2 separate regions of the Mus musculus genome follow, and region 2 is linked to region 1. Evidence: chromatin contacts called from public promoter capture Hi-C data. All regions are on one chromosome and are shown on one strand. The core of a region is the stretch at or near the end of the contact, and the rest is flanking DNA. Distances in the headings are between cores, read along the strand shown. Region 1 overlaps Macf1 (microtubule-actin crosslinking factor 1). Region 2 holds the start of Mycbp (MYC binding protein).

Evidence for each region. Promoter capture Hi-C pulls out the DNA fragments that hold promoters and counts their contacts.
Region 2: a promoter capture Hi-C map of the C10 cell line shows a contact between it and region 1. The contact joins the promoter of Mycbp here to the enhancer-like site in region 1. A contact is called at or near these places in 3 of 39 promoter capture datasets (the 3T3-L1 cell line, the C10 cell line and pre-B cells), 3 of 484 Hi-C or Micro-C datasets (B cells, the G1E-ER4 cell line and olfactory sensory neurons), 2 of 115 datasets of contacts at active chromatin or transcription factors (differentiating embryonic stem cells and large pre-B cells) and 1 of 9 other capture datasets (liver).

The regions. Positions count from the first base shown.
Region 1 is chr4:123,621,699-123,626,220 of GRCm38.p6, forward strand. All of the region lies in intron 1 of Macf1 (microtubule-actin crosslinking factor 1), which reads right to left. Among named protein-coding and RNA genes, the nearest start is that of Mir6398, 7.5 kb to the left of the region's middle. Within about 2 kb of position 2,068, at least 93 of the 459 cell types and tissues checked have an H3K27ac peak or open chromatin away from gene starts, as enhancers often do. A contact at or near this core is called in differentiating embryonic stem cells, where this site is marked.
Region 2 is chr4:123,903,140-123,907,661 of GRCm38.p6, forward strand. It overlaps Mycbp (MYC binding protein), which reads left to right and starts at 1,874. Exons shown (of 5, transcript NM_019660.3): 1 at 1,874-1,948; 2 at 2,095-2,167. The coding sequence starts at 1,934. It also overlaps D130007C19Rik.

The DNA of each region.
Region 1 (4,522 bases), core at 818-3,317:
TTATAGAAATTTTACTTAGGCTGGAAAGGAATGTATAGGTTCAATATGAAAGACAAATTAAGAATATATCTAGCAGCAAACTCCTAAAATCAGGGAAGGAGAAGGAGGCTGGCAGGGATTACAGATGAAATGACAGATAAGGTGTAGGAAGTAAAAGCTGAATGGCTGGAAGGGAGTTGACATGGTTGGGTGGGGTAGAGCTAAGGACTGTGAAACAAGTCTGGAATAGTTGCTGCAGGGAAAAGGAACTGCAATCAGCCTATTGGAATTAAAAAATCTCAGGGCAGGAGTGGCAGCCAAGTGGTGGCATTCAGGAATCTGTGAAGAAGTCAATCACTCAGAAGCTCAGCAGAGAAAATGACTCAGGGCCCAACCCTGGAGAATGGGAAGGAGAGGGTAGAAGAAAGACAGTCAGTCCAGAGGTCTCCTGTTCCAGGGCTGAAAAGGCTAGGTCAGGGAGGGAAAACACCGTAAACAAGATGGCAGACTGGGCAACAGCAGAGGTCAGGTTTCTTGGGCAAAAAAGGAGTAGGAAGTGGAAGAAAGGAGTGTGTACCAAAGCTCTGTGATCACGTCACCTAAAATCTCTTCCCCCAAAAGAAGAGGCTACCCACCTACAAGACTCAGACAGATACCAGCTTACTTCCAGCCTCTCCAGATGAGACTGGCACTGACTTGATGGATGGAGCCTGCCCTAAGCTTAACTCTGAGATGTGACTTGCACTGCACGCTGTAACACCAGTGTTCCCTTCCTTTTTTGCAGTGCTGGGCATCAAACCCAGCTTTGCAAGCATCCCACCACTGAGCGTCACACCAATCCTCTAGCTATATATATCAATAACTTGTTTGGTTTGGTTTTGAGACAGTCTCACTGTATGGTTGTGATTGGCCTGGAACTCACTATGTAGACCAGGCTGGCCTCAGACTTACAGAGATCTGACTGTCTCTGGTTATCCAGTACTGGGTTTAAAGGCTGGGCCATGTGTCATCACACCTGACCTAGGAATAACTTTTAAAATAACTTTTCTTTAGTTATGAGAAATCGTATGTTCTTGTGCCTATGTTGTTGCTGAAAATAAAGGTTTATGAACTGTCTTATGCCACCCAACTCCCTCTGGGCCTCAGAGACAATCAATGCAGACAAGAGTCACTGTCCTCAGAGCCTTGGATCTATAGCCCTTGCTAAGGTACAACAGTAAGAACAACACAAGCACAGCAGTTACACTCAACAGGGACGCAGGAGTTGGAGCCAGGTAACAAGCTAAGTAAGCCCAGGAAGAAATTGAACTTACTTCCTTTCGCTGTGAACTGTAAATCGAAGCCTGGGTGTATATATACCTTATTGTTTGCCTAGCCTGGGCAAGAGTAAAGCCCTGGGTTCCATCTCCAGCACAAGCAAAAATAAATTGGTTTTGATAGTTGAATCTAATTTTTTTTTCTTCCTTTCTTTTTTTTCTTTTTTTGGTTTTTCGAGTCAGGGTTTCTCTGTGTAGTCTTTAGTCTTGGCTGTCCTGGAACTCACTCACTCTGTAGACCAGGCTGGCCTCGAACTCAGAAATCCACTTGCTTCTGCCTCCCAAGTACTGGGATTAAAGGCGTGCGCCACCACTGCCCGGCCTGAATCTAATTTTTTAATACTAATTCTTGTTGAGTTTTCTAATTTATTTATTGAAAGCTTGCTTATTCATTTATTAGTTCTTAATCTCTTGCCTTATAAGGAAAGTCAAGTCTACAGAAACGATTTACTTATTCCCTAAGATCCAGGTTCCTAGCTAGCTTATTCTTCTAGTCCTGTACGGAGAGAAGAGGCTTGCATCATCTCACTGATGCTACAAATAAACCAGACGGTGTCACCTAAAAGTACTTTTGTCTCTTAATAGCCAATTCACTAGCTTCTTAACCTTGTTCTAAAAAGACAATGAGTGTGTGATTTCAAAAGGAAACTTCTAATATTAAAGTGTACTGACAAGACAAGAATTCAAGAGTTGGGTGGCCATCTAGATAAGCACCTGGAATCTGGCCCCCATCAGCCTAGCCTGCCTTTCCATTTGAATGGAGACAGGCCCTGGTGTGTGTGATGGAAAAAGAAACTCCCAATGTTTGTTTAATGTAACTCTAGTTCAACCTTCGCTTTGGCCACCGCCTTCCAATGCTCACAAACACTTAATTGTCCCTGAAAAGTAGGTCAGTGCCTCCTGGAACAAGCTGGAAGGAGAGCTAAGTCTCAGCCCATGATTCGAAGAGCTGAAGAGGCCCGATCTGTGTCTAGGAGACCAAAACCAACAGTGCAGTATGCCAAGAACTCTCCAGGTGCTCCAGGTGGCAACCTGGCTACTGCCATTCCGAGCCATTCCTAGGTGGTGACTCAGCAGCCTGGGAGAGAAGATGATGCCCAGAAAAAGCAGCTGGTGCTCATGTGAGTCTAAGAAATACTTGCTCTGCTCTGGTGCCTCACAAGGTATCCCTAATCATCTCTGAGTGAAAGGTGAACAGTCACAATGCAGAGTTCTTTCCATCCCTGTTTCTATGGCTCCTTCTGTAGAATACCTAGCATTGCTTGGCCATAAATGGAGTGACATGAACATCTTCCTACTTCTTCCCCCCAAATATTTTATTCAGGGCATCCAAAAATAAACACTGCCATGAGCTAGAGGTACATTCCTAAGCACTTTAAGTGGTCATTTGAGGATGAAAGGGTTAAAGTCTGGGTACAGGATACATCTTGTCCTAGGCTCAAATACCCATCCATGGTCTCCCCTAACCTTCTAACTGTCTTACTCACTAAATATAGATCATCTTTCCAAAGTCAAAAAAGGGGGACCCAGAAGAGGCGACAGAGAGATGGCAGTCTGGGAAACAGCTACCAGAAGGTCAGCTGTCCAGCTGGCTCTGGAATCTGAAAACTTCCAAACCTAACAACTGCCTTTCTCAGCAAGAATCAAAAGTATGTGCAGCAGCTGTGGAGGATAAAGGCCGCTTGCTGAGCCAGCCCCAGAAGCTAGCAGCAAACCATTTCCTTAGCCATTGTTCTCCAAAAGAAGCGAACGCTGCCAGCCACCTTAAAACCAGATACCAGAGCTAAATCTGCTGAGAGGAAGAGAAAGTTATCTCTCTGACAAACTGTGTGCCGGCACCTTGCTTTCTTGGAATTTCTCTGATAGTAAAACTCAAACCACTGACAACCCCACCTTTCTCAGCTCCCGCATGCCAGCATCTCTAGCCCCACTCACCCCTTCTCCTCCTCCTCCTCCTCCTCGTCTCACTGCCTTCCTGGTGCTCCACTGCACACCTGACCAGTCAGAATTGTACCATCTGACACCTGGATTCACAGTTTTACTCCTTATTAGTCTAAGAACTAGACCCTAAAGTTTACAAAACAAAGAACATATCTCATCACTGTTGTAGGAAAGAAAGGTCCCATACTTCAAGCACTTTACACATACTATTTCATTCGATCTTAAGAATCCTACAATGTAGATACTATCAGCAAAACATTCTACAGATGAACACCAAAGTACATGAATACTCAAGTATTTGCCCAAGTGCAGTTAGTAAGTAGCAAGGCCGAGACTCCAACCTGGACAGCCTGACTCCCATCTAACCTCAGCAACCCTCTATACCATTGGCTGCCTCATCTTAAGGTCAGTACTCTACAGCAGTGGTCCCCATCTTAAGCTCAGTACTCTACAGCAGTGGTCCCCAATTAGCAGCACCAGCAACTCTGGAAACTCAAAACAGACGCAAATTCTCAAGCCCCACCCGTGATTCGGTGCACAATGAGCCAGAACCAGGGTGGGACCCAGCAATCTTTTTAACAAGCCCTCCAGGTAGTTCTGATGCTGGTTCAAGGTGAAGAGCAACAGGGGCGGAGTCACACATTACACCGCTTTGGCTTGTCTGTATTTGAGCCACACCCAATACCAAAGAAGAGTCTAGGAAGAAGTTAATGCAAAAGCCTCCTGAGCAACTGACCACAGCAGAATGGTTAAGAGTCCATGTAAATGGTATGTAGATCTGCTGCCAGTCAGCTGTGTATCTTTGGGCATGTCACTATGTCTTTCTGATCTTCTATTTCATCAAGTATGAAATGGAGCTAAAAATGGAAACTAAAAGCAACACTATCATCAGCTGCCTAGTGGCCTGGACTGTAATCAACCACTACTTAGGAGGCTGGCACAGGAAGATTACAAAGTCAAGGCCTGCCTTGGCCACATAGCAAGTTCCAGGCCAGCCAGGGGTACACGATGAGATTCTGTCTTTAAATAAATAAATAAATAGTTTAAGGGGGTAAGGATATAGGAATATGGCTCAGTGACAGAGTACCTACCCAGCAGTGTGTGACCCTAGGTTCAATAATCACTAATAATGAAAAAAAAAAAAATCAAAGTCAGAACTGAGGATGTTCAATCAAAGTCAGAACTGAGGATGTTCAGTGACAGACAATTTGCCAAGATGACAGGCACCAAAGGAAATATAAAGCATTTGGTAAGTCATGATTGAAACTGAATAAATGGCACAGAAG
Region 2 (4,522 bases), core at 624-3,123, 280 kb after region 1:
GTTTGTTGTGTGCATGTGTGTGCCTGCAGCACATGTAGAGGCCGGAGGCACTTTGCAGGTCCTGGCTCTCCTCTATAGGACAGCTCCAGGGATCCAACAAACATCAGGCTTTATCCACCGAGCCAGCTCATTGGTCTACCCAAAGATGAGGTTTTTTTTTTTTTTTTTTTTTTTTTAAAGAGCTTGGGACAGGAGCTAGAGCTCCAGAGAGGGCCCAAGAGAGGGCTATGGAAAGGTTAGATTGGCTCCAATATAGGAGGAAGTCCCAAGAAAGAAGAAGAAAAAAATCCAGGTTCCTGGGGTGGAGTTGGGAGTTCACACATGGTGAGACCCTGCCTCAAAACAATAACACAACGCCTCCCCATCCCCACTCCATGTAAAATTCCCAAAAAGCTCAACTAAAAAAACTGGATGAGTCTCGAATGCCTTAGAGCAGAGATGGGAGGGAGGAAGGGCATTGCCAACAGGAACAAAGGGAGGCAAGGCAAGCACCACCCACCAGGGGACTCTGCTTTGCACTTTTTCATTCAGTTTGTGGTTGAAGCTGGGTTCATAAGTTCTTTCAACATGAGTTTAAGTTCTGTGGCTTCTCATAACCAAATATGTTTTTTTCTCAAGACCAACAGAAAAGACAGTATTTTCATTATTTGTGCAACATAGAGCCATCGTTTTGCTTTTCTTAGATAGTCTAGAAACTTTGCAGCTAGGGAGCAGTAAGATGACTTGGTGGTAAAGGCACTCGTTGTCAAGCCTGACAACCTTAATGCAATTACTGAGACTAACGGTGGAAGGAGAGCAAGTCCTATGAGTCTTCCGATCTCCAACTGCACCACGGCATGAATACTCTTCCCCAACTCCTGGAAAAAAAAAAATCCACTGGATTTCAAAAAGATAAGGTGGGGGTAGGGCCTTACATTAAAACAAGACTACAATGAATTCTTTGTTTTGGAGACAGGGTTTCTGTGTAGCCCTGACCATCTTGGACCAGAATGGCTTCGAACTCAGGATGGTCTCCACTTTTCTTGCACTGAGATTAAATTCGTGTGCCACCAGCGCCTAGTGAATAGAATGACTTCTATATAGAGAGATCAAAACAAAATCTAGCCAAGTAGCAGGCACAACTACAAATTCATTAAAGGGCCCTCTTCTGCACTTAGAAATCTCCTTAGAGAGACATACACACTTAGTACTACCTATAATTATTTTCAACATAAAAACACGCATAATATATATGGAAAAGAACTTAATGTTAACCACTAAGGGGGTATAAAAAAAAAAAAAAGGAAACTAATGACAAAGGCAGAGAAAAGAACCACTTCAGAGGTCATTGCCCTAATCCAACATTGCTGTAGAGATAAGTTTTCTACCAGCCAGCAGTTATCTGCAAATATCACGGGGCTTAATGATTACAAGCAAGCCCTGAACAAGCCCAAAAGAGATTCTTTATTTAGCTGAGGGTGACCTTGAACTTTTTCCTGGTGCTGGGTATTTTTCTGAGCCAAGAAACACGGCATTGGTCTGTTCCTCACCAAAGACCCAAATGACAAGGAGTGCGCGCCCACTAACACGTGGGGAGATACTACATCAGGAGCCTCTAACTCCTGGCCACACCCATCCAGGGCCCCACAGGTCGTTCGCCTGGCTTTACCTAAACCTCGCCTCTTGCTAGGCAACCGAATCGCCGCGGCAACCGGAACAGGAAGACGCGAGACTGCCCGGAACCGCGGAGGGCGGGCTCACGCAGCCTCTCTAGGCTCCGAGGAGACAGGGATACACAGCGTCCCGGTCGCCATGAAAACAGGCCACACCCCGGTGGCCCCGGCCCGTGCCTGCCCAGTGCGCAGACGCGCGCGCCGTTCCGCGCATGAGCAGTGAGGCTTGGAGCCCGCCTGCCCGTGTCTCCGGCGCCAGCTACGCCGCTGTGGCTGTCACTATGGCCCATTACAAAGTGAGGGGGGCGCGGCGTGGCTCGGGGCGTGCGGGCGGCGCCGGGTGGGAGTTGGGGCGTGTGCAGGGCTTGGGGCCGGCGGCGGGGCGCGCCGTCTTCCTGCTCCGGCCCCGGGCTCCGGTCCCTGACCCGCCGTGTCTCCTCAGGCCGCCGACTCGAAGCGCGAGCAGTTCCGGAGGTACTTGGAGAAGTCGGGGGTGCTGGACACGCTGACGAAAGGTGAGCCGAGGCGGGCGGCTGCAGCCCACGTCCGCGCGCTCTTGGCCAGGTGGGGCCCGCCCCGGGAGCAGCGAGGCCTTGGGGTCCCGTGGGTCGGGCGCACGCCGGCCGCGGGACTTCGCCTCGCCCCGGTGGTCGCTCTCTGCCCCGGACTGAAACTCTTGCAGCTGTTGCAAAGTCTCTCCAACTTCCGTTGCTTTCCCGCGAGCAGCCGCAGTGGACACGTTAGCAAGACCTTGAGATCCCAGTTGCTCCCTGCCGTATAGTGTGCGGGATTTTACAAATTTTTCTTTTGGACAAAGGCAACTAAGAAAATGACTGGATTTGAAAGTGGGTTATTAAATGGCTCTAGTCCCCGAAGCTGGAGATTCATAGACAGTTTGGGCTGTGGCTTTTCAACTCTTTTAGCCTATAGTAATTCCTACTTTGTGTAGATATCATAATTAAAGTGGAATTACAATTTGAAAAGTGCTTCAGAGCACATAAAAACAGCTATATTCTTTACTTTAAAACAATGGAAGCGTAAAGTGTATCCCTTCCTTTCTGGGTGTAAGGCTAGAGAGTATGGTGGTTGGAATCATAGAATAAAGCTAACTGGCCTTAACAGTATATTGAATGCCTTCTACATGGTAAGAACTCAACATTGCTTGGTGTTTTCAAGGGAATAGAATGGAATGGCTGGCAGGGATTGAAAACTTGGTCCTTTTGAGAATAGGAAGTGTCTGGGAAATAATTTGTATCTGCTTTTTAGGGAACAAAAGCTAGGGGAAAATTTGGGAGAACTTAGAAGAAAGCAGGGCTTTTAATTCTCTTACATGGATGAACTGACAAGTTAGAATTACTACTCATTTCCTTATGTCATCGGAAGTCAATGTGAGCAAAAGTATAAGGAACTACTCTGTGAGACCACTGTAGTTTGTGGCATCAGAAGTGTCACAGATGGCTTGGAATTCTGTTAAAAAAAACCCCTCATGTTTCTTTCATGTAATGATTTTACTCCAGCCGTGTGTTCTGGGCACCAAGGGGATACAGCCATGGAAATGTTCTTGCTTTTGGGAGCTTGTAGCTTAGATAGGGACACACACACACTAAAACTAGTGCCAGCTAGTGGTAAATGTCTAACTTAAACCATAGCAAGGATAAAGATGGGACATTTTACATGGAGTGGCAGAGGGAAGACCTTGAACAGTACGGATAAGTATCCTTAATCTGAAATTTTGAAATCTAAATTGCTCTCAGATTTGTAACTTACTGAGTATTGATGTGGAAAGTTCCATACTTGACTGCATAAATTATGTCAGTCAAAATTCAGGAGCCTAGGAATATGTACTTGTTCAAGATCATGTTTATATTATGTGAATAAGGTCTATATGGAATGTAAATTAATTTCATGTTTAGGCTTGGATCTCATCTCCAAAACACTCATTATGTATGAGTAGATAGTTCAACCTCTGGAGATAAACACTGATACACTTTTGGTCCCAAATAATCTGTGTGGTAGGGTCGTGGAATGAAATGGATGCAGGAGGTTGACAGGCAAGAACACTGAAAGGCAGATGGAGTACAATTGTAGATAACTGAATGCAGAGCCAATGTGCAGCCTTCAGGCTGTGTAAGAGAATGGGAACCAAATTTTACAGGATCAAACAGAGATGTTTCATACAAGTTTACATTTTTCTTTCAGCAACATTTCAGAGAGGATTTAAAGTTGTTTCTAACATGAAAACATTGTAAGAAGCCAGGCATGGTGACATGTTTTTAGTGCTCTGGTGAGGGAAAACAGATCTGCATTCACTGCTTGCCTGGAGCATGTATCAAGATCTGTTCCAAAAAAAGTAAACTATAGCTAGGCTAGAGAGATGGCTTAGAGGTAAGATTACTTGATACACAACTATAGGGCTAGAGTTCAGGTACCAGCACTCATAATAAGCCAGACAGGGTCTTGGTGTGTATAATTCTGCTAGCCTAGGTAAAAGGATGGAAGCTGGAGGCTGAGGGAGACCTTGCCTCAAAGGTTTGAGGCATATGCAGAAGACCTAGACATCTTGTTTCATTTCTAATTGCACTTGACAAGCTGAAGTAGGAGGACTGATTGAATCTGAGACCAGCCTTGGCTAAAGAGTAAAACTACATCTTTAAAAAAAAAAAAAAAAAAAAACCAAACCAAACTTAACCAACCAATCATCAACAACAGAACAATAACAACCTTCAAGACAAAAACATCCATGAAGAAGGTGAATGCATAAAATAGCATTTTAGTTATTTTGAGCAGGGTAGCAAACTTTAAAATACCTGGCTTTAAATACCTAGTTGCTAAGAGCCAGCAAGAAGGCTCAGCAGGTGAAGGTGCTTGCT